Linked DNA regions of Mus musculus: region 2 is linked to region 1. A link is a contact called in public Hi-C data. All regions are on one chromosome and are shown on one strand. The core of a region is the stretch at or near the end of the contact, and the rest is flanking DNA. Distances in the headings are between cores, read along the strand shown.

Evidence for each region. Hi-C and Micro-C count contacts between places; a contact is called where the count stands out from the background.
Region 2: a Hi-C map of cerebellum shows a contact between it and region 1, with 4 times the contacts expected there. The contact joins two enhancer-like sites. A contact is called at or near these places in 3 of 39 promoter capture datasets (the C10 cell line, hippocampal neurons and liver), 4 of 484 Hi-C or Micro-C datasets (cerebellar granule neurons and cerebellum) and 1 of 115 datasets of contacts at active chromatin or transcription factors (neural tube).

The regions. Positions count from the first base shown.
Region 1 is chr13:83,985,414-83,992,205 of GRCm38.p6, forward strand. No RefSeq gene overlaps it. Among named protein-coding and RNA genes, the nearest start is that of Gm17750, 76 kb to the right of the region's middle. Within about 2 kb of position 2,483, at least 68 of the 459 cell types and tissues checked have an H3K27ac peak or open chromatin away from gene starts, as enhancers often do. A contact at or near this core is called in cerebellar granule neurons, cerebellum and neural tube, where this site is marked.
Region 2 is chr13:84,402,390-84,408,371 of GRCm38.p6, forward strand. No RefSeq gene overlaps it. Among named protein-coding and RNA genes, the nearest start is that of Gm41011, 61 kb to the left of the region's middle. Within about 2 kb of position 2,327, at least 23 of the 459 cell types and tissues checked have an H3K27ac peak or open chromatin away from gene starts, as enhancers often do. A contact at or near this core is called in cerebellar granule neurons, cerebellum and neural tube, where this site is marked.

The sequences.
Region 1 (6,792 bases), core at 1,233-3,732:
TGAGAAGGTCAGAGACGTGTGTCTGGGGAGTAGAAACAGACAGTCCTGATAAGGGCCTCAGAGGTTCTCAGGTAGGCCTGTGCCCAGCAACTTTTAGAGATTCAGCTGAGAAAACCCCATTTGTGGTTGGTAGTAACCAGTCTGCATTTTGGCATGCAGTTTCATCTCAGATCCAAATTTGTTTTGAAATCTTTTCGACTTGGGTCTGTATTCCAAGTAACGCTTTGCTTTTGTCAGAGTTGTAAGCGTATTTCTCGTCTCTAATATTGCAGACTGATTTTCTATTCTGGAAGATTTAGAGAAAGATCATGAAAAGTAGCACAAACTTCACACAGTTTTAATCCAATAGGTTGCAATTTTAAGCTGTTAAATAATAATTTGCAAAATTATCTGAATTTATATATTATCTTAAACAGAGTTTATATCCATCAATATAATTTTGAGGGGTAAACAACAAACCTATATGTGTAAACTAAGCTGCCTTGAGACCTCCTGTGCCTGTGAAGGAGAAATGTGCATGATTTTCATAGATTTATCAACAAAATATTCCCCCATGGAAATCACTGGGCGTATAAAAATCTTTACTTTTGTCTCTTTCTAGGAGTTGGTAAATGCACTGGAAAACAGACTTTTATTCCTTTGAAACTTAATGCATGGAATTGCAGCCCAGCCTGAAAAAGTCTCTGTTTTCTCTGCCTTGAAATGCCCAGATAAAGGTTAAATCACTATCCCTTTATCACCATAAGACATTGATTTGCTATTATTAAATAATCCTATTTTCACTTCAATGAAATAATAACTTTTTTCCAGGAATGCATAGCAGAATTGGCATTGAAAGCAATAAAAAGGAAGTTAGTAGTTAGTGGCAGGGGTGGGGGTGGGGGATAAAACAAAACAAAAATCACAAGAAAAAAACAAGACTCTGAAACAACTTAACACTGTGACATGGAAAGTGATCCACCAAATATCCACTGAAATACCTATATAGAAACCAAAGGATTCTGCCCCACCATCTGTCTGAAGACCCTTGTGGAGTACCTGCTAGTTCATCACAAATAAGGAACTGGTTATCCAAACCACTGCATCTATTAACAATATAACACAGTAGGAAAGTAGGGAAGGTCAGAAATTATAGTGTTAAATGTCTTCAAAGTGTTAGACCCATGCAAAAGACTTCATGTCTAGCTTTCTTTTTTTCTGAGAATGCAAATTATTTTAAATCACAAACTATTTGCTTTGGTTCTCTGAAGCCATCAACACTGCAGGTTAATATGTTCTTCCAGATGGTTTTTTATTTCCTTCCAGGTAGAAGGGATGCACCTGGCTTGTGGACCATGACAACACTGCGACATACCAGAGCAGTAGTAGATGTTTTCTTTCATTTTTGTAACTGGTGTAATGAAATTAAAAGGAAGAAGTTAAAATGTATTAAGTATGGGCATCTATTCAAAGGGTAAACTGTAAATCCTACAGAAACCTAAGAGAGTTGCTTGTAGTGAGGCATTCTAGCTATTTCGAAGCTTTGTCTAAATCTATAAACTGACTATAAATAGTTCTGAATGTTAGAAAAAAGGAGGAGAGATGAAACTTGGTAAATTCTCACGCATTTTTGTACTGTAATTACTCATTAAACATACTAGCTTCATATTAGATATTTATATTAAGTTCTTTACTTTTCAAAAGGCATACCTTATTTTTCATTAATAAAGCCCTTTTAAAATAAAACATATATTTCAGTTTATTAATCTTTGCATATCGATATTTAGAAGACATGCATGACCAGCAATTTGTCTCATTGATGTTTTATTTAAATAATTAAATGTACAGAACAAAAACTTTTGAATAAAATATTATACAGAAATTCATTTTTGCTAAAATGTATTTTTATTATTATAAAGAATCATTTTAGAGTTCACAACTATTTAAATAGATCTAAGAACTATATAAAAAGTTATGATTTTTTTCCCTCTTTGATGGATAGAATTATTTCCTGGCTCTAGCAAGAATATGTTGCATTTGAGGTTCTATATTGAAAATTTTCAAAATGTACTAAACATCCTAGATCTGACTTTAACATTAAAACTCAAATGGTTTGTTTCATTAGATAAACTTGTCATTTATCGTATGAATAAGCTTCAGGATGATTAGAAGTTCAAGCATCTGAAGGACATAGATCATCTAATTTGTGCTTGAATTTTCTGCATTGTAGGAAAACTGCTATGATATGACTGGGAATTTTCTCATCAACATTTACCGCAAAGGGAGCATGCTTGAAAAGTACAATGAAAAATAATTCTCGCCCTCTTTCTCCTCTTTTTTTTTATTGCTCCCACATTTTCCTTCCTTCTCAATCTCCAATCCTGCTTGCATCTCCATTCTGCATCTCGTGTGTTAAGCCAATCAACTCACGTGCAGTACGCTGTGGAGAAACTGCGGCACACATATGGTCGTGGACTGGTTTGGTAAACATATGTCTTTGCAGGCATTGGACAGCATGCCGGGAATGAGCTATTCCATTTTGGGAAAGGAGGTGGGGAGCGCTTAGCCACCTACAGATGTTTTGCAGCAACGCTGAAGAACTGCAGTCAGAGCTGCAAAATGTGTAATTTGGACTTTTTCCAGGTTTCTTTTTTTTTAAATAAGAAAAAAGTTAACAGCTTTCCTATTCATCTCTTTTGAGAAAATTTACAGTCGTTTCCCAGTCCGGCCCCATTCTGAAGTAAGGACAAAGGACTGAACCTGAAGCTGTCCATCTGCTCCGTAACAGTAATGTTCTAATGGGTGCTGCCTATTTTATGCCATTGCTCATGTATGCCCAGGGGACTGGAACTATTTAATTCACTGATTTCACAGCTCTGTTGTGTGTCACAAAAGGTTAAAAAAAAATCCAGCACACTTTTTAGCACCCTGTTTACAAGGAGTCCCTGTAAATCTAACTGAAGTAACAGATTCCCACCCTGCCCCCCATGCTGGTCCCCCTAGCTAATTTGGTGCATTCAGATAACAGGTAACTGGATGGAAAGATGAACCATTGCCTTGTCCTGTGCAAATAGTGGATATTTTAAATCTGCTGTGAATGTTACTTTCAAAGGCCAAAGATTCCAGAAGTAGATTTGAAAAGAAAGATGTTTGCCTTTAAGATTTTCGGATTAGAGAACTCTGTTTTCCCAGAAGTCCAAGAATTAATGCTATAGATTAGAAGAGAGTTAATGAAAACCCATAAAGGAAGACTGACGACTTATATTCCTCTTCTCTGGGCAGGGGGCTGAGCAGTCCCCCATGCAGCTGGTGCATGCTGGTGTTTTGCCAAGGCCATAATGAAGCCTGCTCACTCCAGGGCATTTTCTTGGACAGATACAGGTGGCCAAGAAACATGCACTTGGGCGGCCCTGAGATCTTCTTAAGAGCACTGATGTCAGGATTGAAACTGGCACTGGTGTTTGCCTCTAAGGAGAAAATGGAATCATGTAGTCGAGGGGATGCCTCTGTTCCTCTCCAAAGAGGATCTCAATAGAAGTGTTTCAATATATGATCTCTTTCCTGACACACATGTATGATCATGAGCTTCTATAACATTATGAACAGCCAAATTATTAACTACCGAGCATAACTGCCACTTTCATTTTGATAATATTAATCAAATTCAGTTCCAACTAGGGTAACTGGGGTAACTGCAAAGAAATTCACATAGTCCCTTGAAAACGAGCTTGTGGGTAAACAGGCCTAAGGCAGTGAGGAGATTCTCATGTTTTGCAAAGAAGTCATAGCTATTTTTGTTCAGAAGATAGAAAGAAATGGATGTTGTAAGAATCTTTGAAAAACATAAATTAGAGCCGAAGGAGTACCATAATTTGCATGTCAGTTAGCACACTTAGGTTTGCTCACACTTATCTTTCTTCTAGAATCTTCTGTGTGCTCTGTGATGATTCTCAGTAATGCTCAGAATAGCTCAAGAGATAGGGAAAAACATGTATTAAATTCCATTCTTAGAACTATTACAATCCTCTATTTACCAGGGAAGATCTATTCTAATATATTATTAGGTCTGGTATTCTTTAATTCATATTTCCCACAATTATTCAAAATTTTGCTTTCTCTAAACTAGGCCTTGGATACAAATCAGATATATCTAGAACCCTGGAGTCTGGAATGTAAGGCTCAGTGGTAACTGGTATGGTATAGAGACCAGGATCAGGCAGGATAATTTCTGTTGCATTGATTTTTAATAAATGTACAAACCAAAGCAACAGCAATAGAAAAGCAAATTTAATACATCTTTCGGCCACAGATTTGTTTAAAACAATGAAATTATGGTTAAAAAGTTTAAATCTTGGAATCTTAGGATTAGTAGGCAAACACTTGTTTTGTTTTGTTTTGTTTTGTTTTTAATATAAACTAATTTATCAACTGATTCAAATGGATAGACCTGAAGGTGGAATTCATTTGTTGGGAAAAATTATTGTGGCCTTTCTGTTAAGATATAAAGGCTTTTATTCAATATGTTGACGTCTTAAAAATGAAAAACGAAAGGATGAATGTGGCTCATTGGTAAAGTGCTTCACTACCACATGTAGCCCATTCTCCAGCATCTCAACCTAACCGATCAGACAGACAAAATACAGAGATTAAGCATATTTTTAGAAACTGAAGCAACCAGGAAGAAATCTTGAATTGAGTGTAATCCCATCTCTTGGCAGATGGAGATAGGAGGATTAGAAGTCCATCCATTTAAAACAAGAAAGGAAAGGGAGGAAGAAAAGGAAGAGGGACACAGGGAGAAAGGGAAAAGAAATCAAGGGATGAAAGAAAAGAAAACTAAAAAATGAAATAAGCTTCACACCAACTTAACTCAAATGTCTACATACAGAACAAGCTAACAGCTTCTGATCTCTTATTTTTTAAGATGAAAATGTTTTGTTCTATGAGAATTCTATGGTGGAATACGTGCTGTTTTAGAATAAATACTTTTTGTAGCCCACACAAGTTGGTGCTCAAGATAATTGACAGTTTGTGATGTCAATTCAAATTTTGATGTTAGGCTGAAAAGAAATTTAGGTATATAGTCAACAGAATATGACAGTAACAATAGCATCCCTCAGATCTTTGTCAGTCATAAAGACAAAAAAGACCCAATTGGAAAAATTTATGAATTCTCTTACCCAAAAAAATGCCTTCTCATGTAACTATTACTATTATCTTTTTGATATTATACTGAAAATGAAACTCATTCACTAATTCTCTGAAGGCAATTTCTCTTTACCTCAAATAAATCTTTCTTATAGGCCATATAAACTGAAATGAACTGGTTGTAATGTTTCCATTTGTTTTCCTACAGAATAAACTCATTACAGTCAGCCCATTAGAAAATGATATTAAAGGATTTAATTGCCTGTGCATATTAAATATGTTTAAATTTAGGAAAATAAACATTTTGAAATTGAATAAATATTCTAAAATAATAGGAATGTGGATGCTAGCTCACTGATAATCTTTAAGGTGACACAAGACAATGTGTGCAGTCCTGTCATTCTATGAGAGTCAAAACTAAATAAGGGCAGAACAGCATTTTAGGAAGCATGGGTGGTATTGCTAATAGATTTTCAATAGCAATTTAGTTTATTTAGACTGTTTGGATGAAATGTTGCTTTATGGTAATGAGGATGGATTTATGACTGACATGCTTGGTGTCTTCTGGTCAGCGTTTATCCCAAGGAAGAGTACATATTGACCTCATGTCCCAATGCTTTCAGAATTATGTGTTTTAAAACTGCTGCTGCTTGCGAAAGTTTACATGAAATGACATTAACCGTACATAGGAACAAATACAAAACTAATGGCCAAGTAAACTTAGCTAAGCCCCTCCATCCTATAGCTGCCGAGAAACTCATCTTAACTAAACTCAGGATCAGTTGTGTAAGGTTTGATTTGTTTTTTGTTTCCAAACTGATTCTCTGCTTTGAAGAGGAAAATGAGTGATTCTTTCTATTCAAATGCTCTGTGTGTTCTGAACTTAAGGGGGAAGGTTGAAGGAAGAAACTGAAAATGCAAGTTGTTCAGAGAAAATTAAGTTAGTTTCCTATCAAAACTAAATTATAAAAAAATACCTAAATCATAGAAGCATAAAAGTGTACTTATGACTTTAAAAATCTACTCTTAAATTTGTCTAGATTGGTTTGTTACAAAAAAAAAAAAATAGAAAAGGATACAAAAGTGAAAAGTGGTGGATCTGTGGGAAGCTAGATGGGTAGAGTGAAAAGGGTCAAAATATACTCTCTAGGAATAAGAATATTTGAAAACAAAACGAAAAGAGAAATGTATTTTCTGTTTTCAGCTTCTATGTAAACAAAACAACTAAGCAAATATCTTCTGTAGCTTGAGTAACTGTGTTGATCACTTCTGCCTTCGGCTAATGTGTCTAATTCAGAAGTTTCTGATACACGTGGTGTACTGGATTATGAAACCAACAGCACTCCTTTGAGGTACATATTGTTGGATTGTTTTGGACTTCATTACCCAGATTTCCCTGTGTCTTGTTGAGACTATGGGGGATGTTTCTTACTTAAACCACCACAGTAAGCACTGGTCACATCACATAGATCCTTGTAAGTTCTACTAAAGATTATTGGCTCAATTCTGAATTCAATAGGAATGAATGTGTTGGTAGGTAGTTATGACATATGCCTTTTAAAAAGATCATTGGAATTGTCCTTTAGAGAATAGATAGTAATGGTGCAGGTGGGAACCCCAAAGCTTGATTTGTGCTGTCAGTGGTGATGTGCAGGTGGAAAGGCA
Region 2 (5,982 bases), core at 1,077-3,576, 420 kb after region 1:
TGTCCCGGAACTCACTCTGTAGACCAAGCTGGCCTCAAACTCAGAGATCCGCCTGCCTTTGCCTCCTAAGTGCTGGGATTAAAGGCGTGCACCACCACGCCCAGCTCTAATCTTTTAGAATCCTTACTAAAGAAATAATTGGTAAAGCATGTCATATAAAACTCTATATTATAACTCTATATTATAACTCTATATTATAACTGACTAGAAGCCACTGTAATAAGCTTAGCAAGCATTATGAGGCATCAATGGATACTACAATACACATTTTTGAAAATAATACAATATTTAGGCAATAATCTTTTTTCTTATTTTAAATGTGAAGCTGGGTTCAAATCCAGGGCTTTGTCATACGAAGCTTGCATTCTACCACAGAGGAACAGGTATGGTCTATTCCTGTTTACAGGTATGATTATGGATCAACTTCTCAGACACCCCCAAACAAGTCAGAAACAAAACAAGTCATTGTCATTTCAAATTAGATATTATTATTAAGTATATTGAAAAGCTAGCAGTGTAGCTCAGCCGTAGAGCACTTGCCTAGCATATGCAGTGGACTCCATCTCCTGTACTTAGAGAACAAATGAACCCTGTAATGAAACCCTGAGCAGTAACAGAAAACAATACTGTTCATTTCCTTTCAGATGCCTCCTTTCTCAGAGCTCTTCCTTCCACCACCCAGTCTACATTTGAATCTGTTAACACACTCTGGTAAAATAAGAATACCATTGCAAGCCTCCCACATAAGCCTGAAGCTGACCAGAATCAGGTGGGCTGCAGGAAACTGTGGTTGGCTAACCTGCTGACATGGGGCATGCATATTGGGTATAACTGTGGTAACTGTTTGCTCCTTTTGAACATAAAAATTCTGATTTTTTTGGGGGGGGGCGGGGTTTCGAGACACGGTTTCTCTGTATAGCCCTGGCTGTCCTGGAGCTCACTCTGTAGATCAGGCTGGCCTCGAACTTAGAAATCTGCCTGCCTTTGCCGCCCAAGTGCTGGGATTAAAGGTGTGTGCCACCACGCCCAGCTAAATTCTGACTATTTTTAGTGATCGTGTGGTTACTAGGCTCGCAGGGTCATGTGTATAGAGTAACTGTGAAGTCCAGCGCAGTGATTTGCCTAGATTTTGCATCAGGTGTGAAGATACCAGACATCCTTCAGAGGGAAGCCTTCTGAGGTCATGTTATTTGCAAAATTCTCGATGCAGCTTTTGAAGGTCCTAGGATGCCTCACAAGGAGAGAAGACTGTCTCCCCTTGTTCCTGATGTACTCAGTATTTTTCCCCGTAGCTCTTCTTTCTCCTTAAGCATGCAATGGACATCAACAGCTTGCTAAGAAGGTTTAAAACTTTTCCTCTTTCAAAATAAAGATTGTGAAATGCTTTTTATTTTATATCAGAAAAGAGTAGTGAAATGAGAACATACGTAGTAAGATTATGTAAAAATCTAGGAAAATTGAAGAAGCATTTCTGTTTAAAAAAATAACGACCACTTTGAAATAAACATCCATAGTAATAATTCTACATATGTTTTTGACTTGGAATTATAATAATGGCAACTCTGATTTGGATGATACTGAGAATTAATTCATAGCATATATATATTTCCTTTAAAGAGCACCCAACAGCACACAAACACTGGCACAGGGGAGAGGCTACACTTTCAAGTTGGGAAAGTAGTTTTGGCTTGGTTTCTATATTGCACATCTTAAACTTAGTGTTTGGTGTGTACTTGGGTAACCTGGGTGTATTGGTTATAACCTCTGTTAAGAGATAGCTCTTACAAAATTGTAAGATTACAGCAATACATAATTATTTATAACCCTTGGCTCTCAGTTGTTTTTTAATTGATTTTCCCCAGGAAAAACTGACATAAGTGTAGCTTTCTATTAAAGTGTATTTACAATGATGATGATGACAAAAACAAACAAAAAGAAAATAGAAAAGAAAGAAAGAAAACACTAGCAACAAGAAACAACCCAGGCCACTTACAAGTACACAGGCACATGCACACGCCCATTAACACAACTCATTCCAGTCCCAGATTACAGAGAACTAAATTAATCTGCTAATTTCAAAGCAGTATTCTGCTCTGGTCATCTCACTACATGGCTGTTTCTTTGTAGGACAATGTTAGACACAGGCTAACTGGGTTAATTGCAGCCACATGTAGATTGTCTTTTTGGATGACAAGACACTGTCTTACAATTGATCCACACACCATTGGGGGACTAATTCTGAGCTTCCTTTCGGCTCCGTGCTCATCCAGTGACAGACCGCAGCTACCTCCAAGCTCTGGGCCACATTCGCCCGGGCTTGTCGGGAGTGTGGGAACAGACACAGAGCTGGGTCAGAGGGCACGGAGCCAATGTCGCTACATGTGTGTCTCGCCTTTTGTGCGGCTCTGGCTTCGTCCTACTTTATGCAGATTTCACTTCTGCGAGGTCCAGATTGTGCCATATGGGATCCCTGTGTATGACCAGCGAGGCTACCTGCCTGTGAGAACTGTTCTGATGAAGGACTATCCGAGGAACTGCGGCCTGGGCAGTTGTTTTTCCCAGGAGATGGTCACATACAGAGAGAATTTTTGTAAGGGGGGCTCAGGGGCGATGTCTGGGGCCAAAGCCATCCTCAGTGTCTGGGAAAAGAATTGTGTGTCTGGTTCTTTACTGAGAGTGAGCATGGAATTGGGGACCTTTAAGGGCATAGCTTTCTGAATAAAAATGGTGTGTTGTTTCTTTGTCCGTCTCGTCGTTTCCCCCACTTTTTTCCTCACTTTTTATTGCTACTTTTTGTGTGACTTTTTATTACCTTCATGAGTTATGATGTTTGCTTTCCTTCTACCTGATGATGCTTAATGTTAAAGCTTCATATTAGCATTTTTTCCCTGATGGATTTGGGTCCTTGGCCTTTCTCTTACTTCATTATCCGATATAAAACATTCCATCTTTCCCCTTCTTATCCCTCAGTCTTTGTCTCTGCCTCTCCTTTCCAACTGCTACTCGTTCTTAACTTCTTAGCTTTCTGGGTTATATGGTTTCATCTAACTATTTTTGAGAGAAGTGCTCATTTTATAGTTACTAAATAAAAAAAAAAAAAAAAAAGAAAAAACATGCCGTCTCCCCTCTCTTGTCTGCTCAGTCTTTTTTTTTTTTTTAACCTCCTTACCCTGTCTATAAAACATTTCTTCTTCTCATTCATTATTTGACTCTCAGAAGTAATCCTTCCTACCTCATTTAAGAAGGAAGGTTTCTAAACATTAATGTCCCACTTCCTAGTTGTTACCTCACATCTCTCTCTCTCTCTCTGGCTGTTGTGAAACTGCAGATTTTGTTTTGTTTTTTGTTAGTGCTCACTGCTGTGTGTGTAGGATCCTGGCTTTTTAGAGTGGAGGTTTTAGTGCCCCACGTAGAAAACCACAGAAAGGAACAGTCAGAGCCCTGGTCTGATTGTTAGAGCTCTTTAGCCTCTTTCTTAATTTTTGATTTATTTAAATATGTCTCAAACTCTGCTCTGTGCCCCTCCAGCCTAAGTAAATAAACACCCACTTGTACGTGTGACTAACTTTATTCTTCATTTGAAATTCTTCATTTAAAATAACTCCTGGGAAGGTTATAGGGGCACCTATGTATTGTGGTAACCTTTCTTTGTGAGTTATAACAAAAGATGAGACATAGACGCTCTCCTCTGGCTTACGTTTCACTTCAGTGGGAATTTTTTTTTTTTTATAACACACACTATGCTTTTATTAATGCTGTCGAAACTCTCATTTTCCCCAAATACTTGGTGATACTTATCTGATTTTTTATAATAACAAATTCATTTCTTTATTTTGAGATGTAGTCTTGTATTAAAATATAAACACTACTGGGTGGACAATATATTCAGTCACTGATGCCACTTAAATATTTTCTCCCAAAGGATTCAGTTTTGGACACTAAAATTTCACAAAGGAAAGTTACAAATTGGGGGAAGTTTAGCAAAATTCAAGGTACAATAAATTTGGATTTTCCTATTTATGTCCTGAGCAAAAAGTTAGCTATTTTCCATAGAATGAAACATTTTCTTATCCTTCCTTGTTTTTTAAAGCTCCTGGTGTACACCTGTTCACTCAGGATTACGATTGTTCTTCTTATTAAGGTTTAGCAGTATTAAGTATTGTAAGGGCTTGCTTCTGCTAGGATAATGCTTTATTAATCTATATTCCAAGCACCAAAAGAATTTTTAAGAATGTCATCTTTCATTTTCAAAATTATCTCAGCTTGATAAAACATCCAGTTCTTTATTCAGGTGGCAGAGATAAAGGAAGAATTTTAAATGGAACTCTGTATTTATTGCCTTAAATATTTTTGAACTATTGTTTTTATTGCATTTTATTTACTGCATATTTATTGTTCTTCATGTCTTTCACTTGTTCTCTTTGATGAAATGTTTATTATTATTGTATATGTGCATGTGTACCTTTGATGCCAATGCCAAAGCCTACTTGTGAAAGCCAGAGGACACCTTTGAGGATAGGATTTGCTCTTCCTGCTAATTCTCAGTGCTGGGCAGAACTTGGCCTTCTCTCCTAGATACTATACACAAAGTTAGAAGCTCTCAGAAGTAAGCTGAGTCATGAGGTTAAGAGTAAATCTAAATCTGAAAACTCTAGTCCATTTGTGTCCATTATTTAACTCCCAACCAAACCCTCAGTTCTCTTTGCTGTGAACTGGGGATAATACAATTTGCCTCTCCCAGATATGTAAGAATTAAACGAGACCATCTCTACAAGGGCCTGGTGCAGAAGGAAATACATGCCTCCTTCCTCTTTTATGGTTCCATGCTTAAGGCAAGCTATGCTTTTAAGGTTTCTGTTTGAAGCATGACATTTTCTTTTCAACGTTTAATTGATTCTTTGGGAGTTCAACGCCAGGCACCTGAGTTCCACTCATCTCTGGGTCCCCTTTCCCTTGCAATGTTCCCAAAGGAAAATGAAAAACAAAACAAAACAAAACAAAACAACCAAAGCGTAGAAAAAAAAATCTTGTAATGGAAGCTGTAATGTGCCACAGTATGTCTCACAGTATACTCCTCTCTCCACACAAATGCTCATTGCAATCAGGCATTGGTCTGATTCGAGGCTTTTGACTTCTGACACATCATTAATATTGGCTCCTCATCAGGACTCTTGTTGTTGCCCATGTTGTGGAGATCACAGGACTGGCCCCGTTACATACACCAATCGTTCACAGATGATGTAGACTGTTTGGTGGGCCAACTCAAAGCCCTGGATCTGTAGCTGGATGCTAGCTGGTCAACCTGCCCTCCCAGCCTTATATGCACCACTATGACGAGGTATCACCATTGCCCTGGCTAGCTCACTCAATGCTGCCATGGGCAGGAGTCAGGATTATTTCTTCTGCTCTCATGACCTTTGACCAGCTTTCCTGACTTCAAGAGGTAAGATGGATAGACTCTCCCAACTGCCACAGGTGGCAAGGGGGAAGGGATAGGACATCGTCTCCATGTTGGTGCAATTTATAATCTTAGGGCAGACAAATGTCAGGGTTAGCTCTTCCACTCTTATGTCCTTGGGGCAGCTCACTTGTGTTGATACCACCAGGGCCAGCTCCACTATGCAGCCTCGTGAGGTACAGGTCCTGCTTCCCTGTGTGCCACAGCCAGTGAGGAGAAAGTACAGTTTTGCTTAGCTCTTGGATACCTATATGATGCAAGGTGGCTGCCCAGACCAGGGATACCCCCATAGTCTCTAATGTTAATATGAGCCACAGGCAACAGCACCAACCTCTGCCAACCTCTGCCATTTCAGCACAGCCATAGACCTCTGCCAACCACTGCCATTTCAGCACAGCTATAGGCACTCAGTGGCATCATGGGCTGGGACTTCATGGCTATGGGGCTGTCTACTCACAGCAGGCTGTTCTCCACCCTCTCACTTCCAGTTCTCTCCCTTTTCGTAGTGCTCCAACTGTTCCGAA